Regions from separate parts of the Rattus norvegicus genome. Here regions 1 and 3 are each linked to region 2. Evidence: chromatin contacts called from public Hi-C data. All regions are on one chromosome and are shown on one strand. The core of a region is the stretch at or near the end of the contact, and the rest is flanking DNA. Distances in the headings are between cores, read along the strand shown.

What was found. A called contact is a pair of places that touch in the nucleus more often than the background predicts.
Region 1: a Hi-C map of Schwann cells shows a contact between it and region 2, with 13 times the contacts expected there. The contact joins the enhancer-like site here to the promoter of Chsy1 in region 2. A contact is called at or near these places in 12 of 12 Hi-C or Micro-C datasets (the A7r5 cell line, the Rat2 cell line, Schwann cells and 7 more) and 1 of 1 datasets of contacts at active chromatin or transcription factors (oligodendrocytes).
Region 3: a Hi-C map of Schwann cells shows a contact between it and region 2, with 8 times the contacts expected there. The contact joins the enhancer-like site here to the promoter of Chsy1 in region 2. A contact is called at or near these places in 11 of 12 Hi-C or Micro-C datasets (the A7r5 cell line, the Rat2 cell line, Schwann cells and 6 more) and 1 of 1 datasets of contacts at active chromatin or transcription factors (oligodendrocytes).

Annotation. Positions count from the first base shown.
Region 1 is chr1:129,247,420-129,251,005 of GRCr8, reverse strand. It overlaps LOC102549616 (a long non-coding RNA gene), which reads right to left. Exons shown (of 4, transcript XR_010063044.1): 2 at 3,412-3,586; 3 at 1-2,061. Among named protein-coding and RNA genes, the nearest start is that of Lrrk1, 130 kb to the left of the region's middle. Within about 2 kb of position 1,840, at least 6 of the 93 cell types and tissues checked have an H3K27ac peak or open chromatin away from gene starts, as enhancers often do. A contact at or near this core is called in Schwann cells, where this site is marked.
Region 2 is chr1:129,098,423-129,101,714 of GRCr8, reverse strand. It overlaps Chsy1 (chondroitin sulfate synthase 1), which reads right to left and starts at 1,627. Exons shown (of 3, transcript NM_001106268.1): 1 at 1,318-1,627. The coding sequence starts at 1,601.
Region 3 is chr1:129,299,215-129,302,545 of GRCr8, reverse strand. It overlaps Lrrk1 (leucine-rich repeat kinase 1), which reads left to right. Exons shown (of 33, transcript NM_001191624.1): 7 at 1-119; 8 at 216-379; 9 at 1,804-1,941. Among named protein-coding and RNA genes, the nearest start is that of Lrrk1, 82 kb to the left of the region's middle. Within about 2 kb of position 1,620, at least 1 of the 93 cell types and tissues checked has an H3K27ac peak or open chromatin away from gene starts, as enhancers often do. A contact at or near this core is called in Schwann cells, where this site is marked.

The DNA.
Region 1 (3,586 bases), core at 591-3,090, 150 kb before region 2:
CACACATACACACACACACACACACACACACACACAGACACAGAGACACACACCACACATGCCACACACCACGCGCACACACACACATACACACACACACACACACACACACACACAGACACAGAGACACACACCACACATGCCACACACCACACACACACACACACACACACACACACACACAAATAGGAAGACTGGCTCCGCAGTAGTGAGGAAGTTGGAACCCTTGGTCTTCAGCGTCCAGTAAGTAAATCGAGTAAGTCAGCCCTCCATGGCTACAGGATCTAAAATGCTAATCAACTTCAAGGGAAAAGGGTTAGGAAGGATGTGGACTGGGGCAAACCAAGTGCCAATTTTATTTCCTGCCTTTCTCTCTTCAAACAATACAGGACAGCAACTACCTACAGAGCATCTCCGGAGTGTCACTGTGTCAGGGAGAATTTGATGCCTTTGAGAGGAAGGATTCAGGTTCCGTGCACTTACTTAACACATGACCTCATGTGAGGGACTTGCACCTCCATAGACTCGGTCCATGGGTGGTCTTGGAGCAATTCCCTGTGGACACCAGGGCACACTGGAACTTGCTTGAGTAACTGCTATCAGGTGGGAGTCTGTTTCTTAGGATGCTCAAAACACTGGTGATAGTCTGGTATTTTAGATTACAATTTTAATTAAATGTTGGCAAGTGCAGATTAATTGCAGTTTTGAGATTGTCTTTTAATGGAGGGAGCTGTGCATCCAGTGTATAGCATTATGGTGTTATTTAGGGACTGGTTCATTTTTCCACATCTAGTAGATTTATGGTTTATAGCATCATCAGCATAGAGGCAGGAACCATGACACTACCCCACACAACCAAGGACTGAAAACTGCAAGATCAACAGGAACAATGCCAACATAATAGGATTTGCCCAACTCTTTGACCTAGGGGCAGACAACTCTGGAGGGGAGCACCCTATTCCTACCTGAAGGGTACATCCAAATGGCTGCCAAGAAGCAGCGCCAAGCCCTGTATCCTTGGAGCCCACAGAACCCAGAAGAGGGCCCAGCGTCAGAAGGAGGAGGCACACAGTGGGATTGCAGTGTGAGGCATTGGTGGCAGGGTCTGCCCACATCAATCTGGGGGTTCCAGGATTTCCCTCCACATCCCTGGAAATGGCAGACTAGACCTGGATCCATGGTCCACTGTGAGCTTGGCACGTGGCACGTGAGCCATTGTGACATCCTCAGGATGGCTATCACTCTCTGTCAGCCACAGGAAGCCTGACCTGTGCTCACATTCCAAAGCGCTAGGGTAAGGGCTTCAGCTTGTGGATCCTGAGGGGACGCAGTTCACAGTTCAGCCCTCAATCCCTTCCTTGTTCCCAAGCCTCCATGGCGGCATCTTTGGAACATAAAACCCAACCAACTAAAGGCCAGAGAAGGCATTCACAATGTACCGAGTGGGGCCTTGGGGGCGTGCTTTTCATTTACAAATGTATAAAAGATTTAAAAGACCAGAAGGACACACACCAAAATGTGACCTATGGCCATTTCTGGCTCCTGAGGTCACTAGTGGTTTTTGTTAAACCACTTTTAATTTAACTGTCATTTCTTTTATAATAAGACTAAGATCTGAATGACAAAAAAAATCACTTTAAATATTATAAAATGACGACTGGGCGGACACACGGGCTCTCTTGCTGTGGCTGGTCTGCCGTGGGACTCTGAGCCAAAAAAACAATGTCAGTCTCTCACTTTCCAGAGCATAGAAACAATCCACTGCTCAAGTAAGACGCCAGCGCCTTGCTCCTTTAAGCCTGGGAGGAAATGTCATTTCTTCAGGCACAGTCTGCACAGAGAACATTCCAGAACTGTAGATAATGTCACCCTTGGGGTAGCAGACTACTTCCTGGAACTGAGTCTTCTAACTATCTGTAACAAGGGCTGCAGCTGTCACATCCAGTCAATCCGGGAAGCGTTTGGTCCTGGGAGGCAAGTAGCATAGACCCTCTCTGGAGAAGGTCTGGACAGATCCAGAGATGCCTGGAAGGAGATTCCCATGCCTTTCAAACCCATCTCCTGTAGGAGTTTCAGAATGACAGAAAGTCAGTTTTTGAGTGTCACACCTCTGAGAAGCATGAATGGCTTCTCAGGCAGTGCCAGACCGCCTGGCCAATTGGAACAACTTTTCTCAGCATTGGAGCCCGGCCTCGAAGTCAGGCCTCTAAGACCATGGTACGTCCATCACTCCTCTCCAGAGCCAACTTCATGCTCTGCTGCTTAAAAAGCCCGTGACACAGAGTCGGGGCTCACTGACGTCAGCGAGCCTTTTCACGGGCTCCCTCCCGGCTGAGCTCTTGGGAGGCATGGGGTACATTCTGGTGGCCCTGTGCTCTCCTGATTTCACCACCTGGACACACGCTCTGCCTCCCAGCTTCCAAATCTGCTTCAGGCTAGGCATGCCGCCCTGAGGCTTCATCAGTTCCAGTACGTGCTAGCTTTCACGGGCTGCTTCCTGGAGCCAAAGCCCCTTAGAGCGCCAGAGCATTTTCCCTTTAATGGAGACACTGTTCTCACACAGTAATACTGTTTCCCTTTTCCGTCTCCACTGACAGACACTTTTTTAGACAGATGACTAGTGGGCTCATTGTGGTCAAGCTTTTAGGCCTCATGAACCCTCCCTTCCTTAAGGCCCACCCAGCCTCTATGGGCCGCTACTTTGTAGCTCTTGGGCACACAATACTCACTATATTGAAACGTCTGAGATAATTAATTTTTAAAACCTTTATCTCACAGCCTGAGATTGCCCAGGTCCATTGCTTTGGAATTCTGGTGAAGGCACCACATGGTAATGACCTAGAGTGAAAGGCAAAGCAAACTGTCCACCTCACAATCAGGAAGCAACGAGAAAAACCAGTCAGGGTCCCTAAATCTCTTCCAGGGCGTGCCTCAAAGACCTAAGGGAACCTCCACTAGGTTCCATCTTCTAAAGGTTCCACAGCCTCCCGATGGCACCACCCTGGTAAACAAGGCTTTAACACAGGAAGCTAGAGGACCCTGACCACAGCAGGGTCTCAGTCTTAAGGGGAGGAGCCAAGGGGAAGAACCCCAACATGACTCGTCTCGAAGGGACACAAGAAAGAACACGCTCTAGCAGGGTGCATGGTTCATCTGTTCCCTTAGCTCCAGTTAAACATCCCTGAGGTCCTTAGGCACGACATGCTACCTCACATTCCTGACGCCGAGGCCTGGAGACAGCAGGAGTTACCACCATTCACAGGAGGTCCGCACCAACACCCATCACTGTTCACTCAGGTATAACTCTGGTTCTGGGCCTTTAAATCGGTCCCTCTTGGGCTTGGGTTTGGCTCCATCTTTAGTCCCAGCCTCAGTTGAGTCTGTGACAGGGCCTGACAGGACAGGACATACCTTCTAGAAGACACTCTTCTATCCTGAGCCACACCTGGTCCCGGCTCTGGGAATACACACTGATTTCTGGCAAGGCATAGAGTAGATCTCCCTCAGGACAGAGGCCAGAGCCCCTCGCCATATTCCTCCTCAGAAAGGCATCCTCTGAGGGGTACTGAGTTCTGTGTAGGGTGAA
Region 2 (3,292 bases), core at 378-2,877:
CCTATGCCACCCTCAATCTGTGACAAAGATACTAAGTCAGAGACCATCGGGGAGAAAGCTCTGGCCTAATGGTTCTCAAACTACTCTGTTAGTCCACACATACAGCCAGCCACCAGTGGCCTCTTGGGTCACTCAGAAAGAATTGTTCTTAGCAGGATGCAGCTTCTTGACATTAGCAGGAATGGTGGTCAAGACGTTCCATGCCTTTCCGCCTTTTCTCTTGCAATCCCTCACTTGACTTAAAAGAAAGGAGAGATCCAACTATGCTTGTTTTCTTATACCATCTGCTGCCTGAAAACTTAGACCAGAAACTGGATTTAAAAGCCAACGTTATAAAAGCACTGGCTATACATTTAAAACAAACAGCAACTAGTGTGGCCCTGCTCAAAACGCTTAGCCCCTAAATATCCATGCTCTGAAACCATTCCTGCCACCGACTGAATCTGTGCCTGGAAGAACGCCAAACTTCACCCATACAGTAAAGGTTTGTGTACTTCACACATACAAAAGTTTCCAATGAGTCCCTTCCTTCCCTTGAGTCCACCCCTCTTCTATTTCAGGTTCACTCCAATGGAAATACAGTTCTAACAATGCCCTCCATTCCAAAACCATCTCCTTTCTAAAGGCAGCTTTGGCTAATCTCTTTGTTAATCCTGAACATGATCACTGCCACTTCTACGACTCATTTAGCCCTACTAGGGCCCAGCTAGTTCCTACCACGCATACACCTCTGGGACTGCACTGGGGAGCACCAGGCTGTAGTCTTGAATTGACCGAATCTATCACGAAAACTGTTTTTTCCTCAAGGTTCTTTATCTCTAATTACCAAACCGAAGTGCTCAAAAGCGGAGTGGTCACTCTCATTAAAAGGAATGACTGTGAAAATCTTAAGTACAGTACAGAGGAGCCCTAGCCAGGTTAATTTAGGCGGGCTCTCCCTTCGAAATGACAAAGTGCCTATTTTAGAGACTCAAATTATACCTCTGCCTCCACTATCGCAGGTACAACACTGAATTTCCCCACCATCTTATGGGGGAGACTCGTTCCTTTTAACAAAGAAGTCCTGAACACAGAAAGCTTACGTGTCTTTCTGGAGATCAAGTTGAAAGGCACACACTGAGTGAGGCCAGTGTACTCACTCATCTAATCCTAAAGTCTTGCCCTTGAGAGATGCTCTCCATCCTCGTCTAACCACTGCTGCCTTTGCGCTGAGTCGCTGGCAGCTACCCGAGAAGCCTCCGGGGAACCCGTAACGCCGCCCTCCCGCTAGCCAGGATGCCGGATGCAAGCGATGGTATCCACGAAAAGGGGGCTCACCTGTAAGCGGCCACGGCGCGAGTCTGCAGGTATTTCTGGGCGGTCATGACTCCCACGAAGAGAAAGTTCCTGTCGCGCGGGACGCCCTCCGCGGCCGAGCCCTGCGGCCAGAGCTGCGCCCCGCGCGCATCCCCCGGAGCACCGCCGGGCTGCGACGCTGCCTGTCCTGGCCGGCATCCCTCGGGATTGGGGCGCCGCCGCGGGCCCACTCGCTTCAGCTCCGAGGCGCGGGGCAGGACGAGTCGCGAGGCCAGCACGAAGCCCAGCACGAGCCCGAGCAGCATGCTGAGCCAGGCGCGCCGGCCGCGCGCGGCCATGCCCGCGCCCCTCCGCCCGCCGGGCCGCTATCCCCGCCGCAGGCTCCGCGCGCCTTCAGCCCGCCGCCCCCGCCCGCGGAGGCCAGCCCGCCCTAGCGCCGCCTGGCCCGGCCCGGGCAGCGCCGCGGCCGCCGCGGGTCCGCCGCGCCCATCGCGGCTCCCGAGCCGCCCGCAGGCCCCGCGCCGGCGCTTTGTTCCGCGCGCCCGCCCGCACAGCCGCGGCCTGCGCCTTTAAGAGGGGACCATGCCCGGCGCGCGCGGCCGGCGACTCCGGCGCGAGGCAACAGCAGCTCCTGCGGCTCGCGTCCCCGGGCTGGCTCGGCTCCGCTCGCGCTGCGCCCGCCCTCTCGGTGCCCTGCGCCGCCTCTGCAGCTGCACATCCTCCGGCTTAGCGCGCCATTGCAAAGGAGCCCCTCACGTCACGCACCGCGCGTTAAGAAGCGGCCCGCCGGCGGCGTGCCGTGGCCCCTCTCGGGATCCGTCCGCGCCTCGTGATTGGCGCAAAAGTGAATGGGGGGCAGTTCACGTGGCCAAAGTTTAACAAAAAAAAAAAAAAAAAAAAAAAAAAAGCACCCGCCCCGCAGTCTGCGGCCCGGCTGAAGGGGTGTGGGTTAGCACGGACTAGAGCGTGGCGGGCGGACTCTAGTCCCCGCTGCTGGGTACCCGCGGCCACACCCCCGTCGCCAGCGCTCGGAGCCGGCCGGGCACCGCACGTGGACTGAGTTGACCGGCTCCCCAGATGCCCCTAGAACTGCCACGCCCTACCCTCCCCAGGCCGACCTCCCGGCTCGGTGGCCAGGGCTGCCGGGTCCACACTGCAGCTTTGTACCCTACGGGCGTAGCCGGAGCCACACGGCCACGGTTCACCTTGGAACGCTTGGGGATTTGCGGGCTGAGAGCGAAGCGAGAATTACCTAAGTAGCTAAGGCTGACCTCGAACTCAGAGAACTCAGAGGTGTCCGTCTCTGCCTCTCAAGCGCTGGGCTTGAAAGCAAGCGCCACCAAGCCAGGCATATTCGTTTTTAAGAGATGGATGGGTAAATTACCACTAGATGATCAATACCCATATTTAATCCCAGGGAGCAGGGAGCTGGTTAGTACCCCTCACCTAAGCCCGTCAATATTTTCAAGAGTAGATTTATAAAATGGATATGGATTGTGTACTTAGGGGTGGAGGTGGGGGCACGCGGTTCCTCCGGAGCCATACACCTAGTTTTGTTTTGTTTTGTTTTGTTTTGTTTTGTTTTGTTTTGTTTTGTTTTGTTTTGTTTTGAAATAGGATTGATCTCTCACTGTATTAGGGGTCTCCAGATAGGCTAGGCTCGCTGAATGGATTTTTAAGTTGATACCAGTTTCCCTTACATTTGCTTGCTCTTAACTTTTATACATTTTGTTAAAAACAAAAGCACTTCAACTGGGGTGCCTACACGACAAATGTTTGTAAATACCAATTTTATTTCCTGGTCACCAATGTATTAGGACCTGAGAGGTTCTTTAAGAAAGAGCTTAATAGAACCCAGATGCTAGCTGAAACTGAAGATTACCTTGAACTACAGATCCTCTTGCTCATGGAGCTGAAGTGGCCTGAATTCCAGGCTTATGTGGTACCACCCCTGTTTTAAAGGGTGCCAGGGGTGAACCACTGGATCTCTGATATA
Region 3 (3,331 bases), core at 371-2,870, 200 kb before region 2:
AATCGACATCTCCAGTAACAAACTGTCCCACCTCCCGCCTGGATTCTTGCACCTCTCAAAACTTGAAAGGCTGACTGCTTCCAAAAACTATCTGGAGCGGTTGTTTGAAGAAGAAAATGGTACGCATCTCCATCGATGACCCCTTGCCATTAGCCACTTTCTTGCCGGTGAGGCCTGGGATGCCTTTGACTGTGTGCACTCTTTTCGCCCCACAGCCACAAACTGGATCGGCCTGCGGAAGCTGGAGGAACTCGACCTAGCTGACAACAGACTGACGGAGCTCCCTGTCCAATTTATGCACTCCTTCAAGTCTCTCACCAATCTGAATGTCTCCAGGAACAGCCTCAAGAGCTTTCCAGACCCCTGGTCCTGCCCTCTGGTTCGTACCACACAAGCCAGAGTCGAGTTTGTATGCTGCTCTCTACACCCTCGCATGTCTCCTTCGGGGTTGTGCATGGCGTGCCTGCCTTATGCCATGGGTGTTCCTCCACATTGTAGCTGAGTAGAGAGGCCCACAGCATCAGGCTGTCTGCAACAGTAACTCCTGTGAGCCAGTCCACCTGCTCGGGATTAAGGGACACACTGTAGCTACTACAAAGTTTTGTAAAACAGCAGCTTGGCCCTGACATGGGATGACACACGGGATGGGAAGGTGGCTTGCTTTGGTAAAGCTTCTGCACAGAAGCATGAGTTTGATCCCCAAGAGTCCACAAAATAAAAAGGCTAAGTGTGGGTCTGGAGAGATGGCTGAGTAGGTAAAGTGCTTGCTGTGCAGACATAAGGACCTGTGATTAGGCTCCCAGCCCCCGTATAAATGCTATGCAAATATGGTGGCATAAATGTAAGCCCAGCACCCAAGAAGCAAAGACAGGATACCTAGGGCCAGGCAACCAGCTAGACCAACCATACTTATGAGCTCTGAGTTCAAGTGAGAGATCCGGCCTCGGTAAATGAGGTGGAAAGCAACAGAGAGAGAGACTTTACATCGGCCCCTGACCTCCGCATGCACACATGTGAGCACATATACATACATACATGTCACACACTTTAAAAAGCCAGGCATGACAACACGTGCCTATAATCCCAGCACTTGAGAGGTGGGGAGAGGAGAATCCCTGCAGTTGGCTGGTCAGCCCGTCTAGGCAGTTGATCAGCTCCAGCTCCCCTGAGAAACCCTGTCCAGCATAAAAGATGGTGGGGTGCGATTGAAAAGACACCCAACATTGACCTTTGGTCTCCACAAGTACACGTATGTACGCATGCCAACCCTGATACACACATACATACCAACAGATGCCAAAGCGGGTGCAGCGCTCCCGTGCATTGAGAAATGAGAAGACTCAGGCACCTGTCTCCACGGCTCTGCAGACTAAATGAGGGTTTTGTTTCTCGGGAATCTGGCTAGTTGTAGCGGATGAATGACATAAGGAATATTTGGACTTCGTTTCTGTTGGTTTCAAACCAAAGAGTAAGCATTTCTAGTTTGGCCGCGTACTTGGGGAAAGCAGTGTCCCTTTCAGAGCGTGGCTCTGAATTGGCCTGTTATTGCCCAGGACAATGGCCAAATGAGATAAAGGAAACTGTAAGCACATTGTCTCCCCTAGGAAACTCTGTCTCCGCCCCTGCAGGACAGGGCAAGATGGCAGACACGGAGAATGGGAAGCCTTCTTCTCACCCTGCACTGTGGCCCCAGAGCCTTGTCCCAGTAGCCTCTCCTCTGACATCAAATTTACAAACAGACTTCTGGGAAGCACCACACTCAGAAGCCTACTTACTATTCTCCCCCTCTCCTCCAACTCCTAGAAATGTTGTAAAGCCTCCAAAAATGCTCTGGAATCGCTGCCAGACAAAATGGCCGTCTTCTGGAAAAACCACCTCAGGGACGTGGATTTCTCCGAGAACTCTCTGAAAGCGGTGCCCCTGGGGGTTTTCCAACTTGATGTAAGTCCAATGGCCCTTCATTTCTCACTGTCAGCAGTGGTAAGAAGAATCACTTGGGGGCCGCAGGGAATTTATATGCCTTCTCTGAGTTTGTAAGACATGTAAGGAGAAAATGCGAAGGGTAGGTAGGTTCAGCTATCAGAGACATGCACGGTCTTAAGCAAAGACAGACGGGGGGAGAATGTTCAGCAGGGAAGAGCTGTGCCAGGGAAGGGCTCGTTTGCCTGGGTTAGTCAGCTTTTTATTACTGTAACGAACACCCTGAGACAACCAGCTTCAGTGTGAAAGGGGCTTGTCTTGGCTCACGGTTCGGGAAGTATCAGTCTGTATATACATCTACCATGTTGTTTTAGTGCTTTTGGGGCTGTGGTGAAGCAGTGCATCATGGGAGAACAAGCTGTTCACCTCACAACCTCACAGCCTAGACCTAAACTAACAGGGAAGCAGGAGAGGTGTAGTCCCAATATCTTCCTCAAGGGCACCCCAGCAATGAGCCTCTCCCAGGCCCCAGCTCTTAAAGATTCCTACCAGTAACTCCGGGAACCAGAGTAGATGACTTTATTGTTCCTTTAACATGTGGACCTTCAGAGAACTTCCTTGTCAAAACTCAGGACTTCCTAGTAGAACTTTTGATTTGCTTTTGGCTATAGTGAAGAATTAACCTAGAGCCTCACGTATAGCTCAAAAGAACTCAACCACTGAGCTCCAGGACCAGCCCTTCATGTCAAAACTTTGAAGCTTGCCAGACAGAGACTCCATCTGGCCTCCAGAGATCCCACTGAGCACCACAAACGTTGTACCTAGAGAGAGACTTTGTACCTACAGCAGTGTATCACGGCCTTCCTGGGGTCTTCAGGCAGGCTGCGAGGCCCTATGAGGCCCAGAACAAGGAATTGCTAAGTGTTCTCCAAAAGCATTAGGGAACTCCTGTAGGGCCCGGTGGTGGACTCATGGGCCACACTGCCTGGAAAATGTGACCATGTTTGAACACTCAGATACAGCCCCTGACCTTCCCAGACACGCTGCTCAGATCATCCAGAATACCAAGAGACAGCAAGCATTCCTTCAGTGTGCACATCTCAGAAAAGAGGGGCTATCGAGTCATAGACCCCCCCAAGCAAACACAGGACAAAGGAAGAGACCCACCAGTATTCACTCACGGTTAGGAGAAACTGGAGTGCTTCTGAATGGCCCAGGTCACTGGAACCCACAGAGGCTGGCTGGCCATGTGCTCTTCCCATTCATTTACCATGTCCCTGTTCTGAGTCTGTCTCTCACACCAGCACCTAGGGGGGATGGAGTCTCTTTGAATCTCAGCTCTATGTTCCGTGAAATTCCCCTGGTCTCTTTCTCCTCACTGGGAATTGAGCAGGACTTCATATCCTGGTCC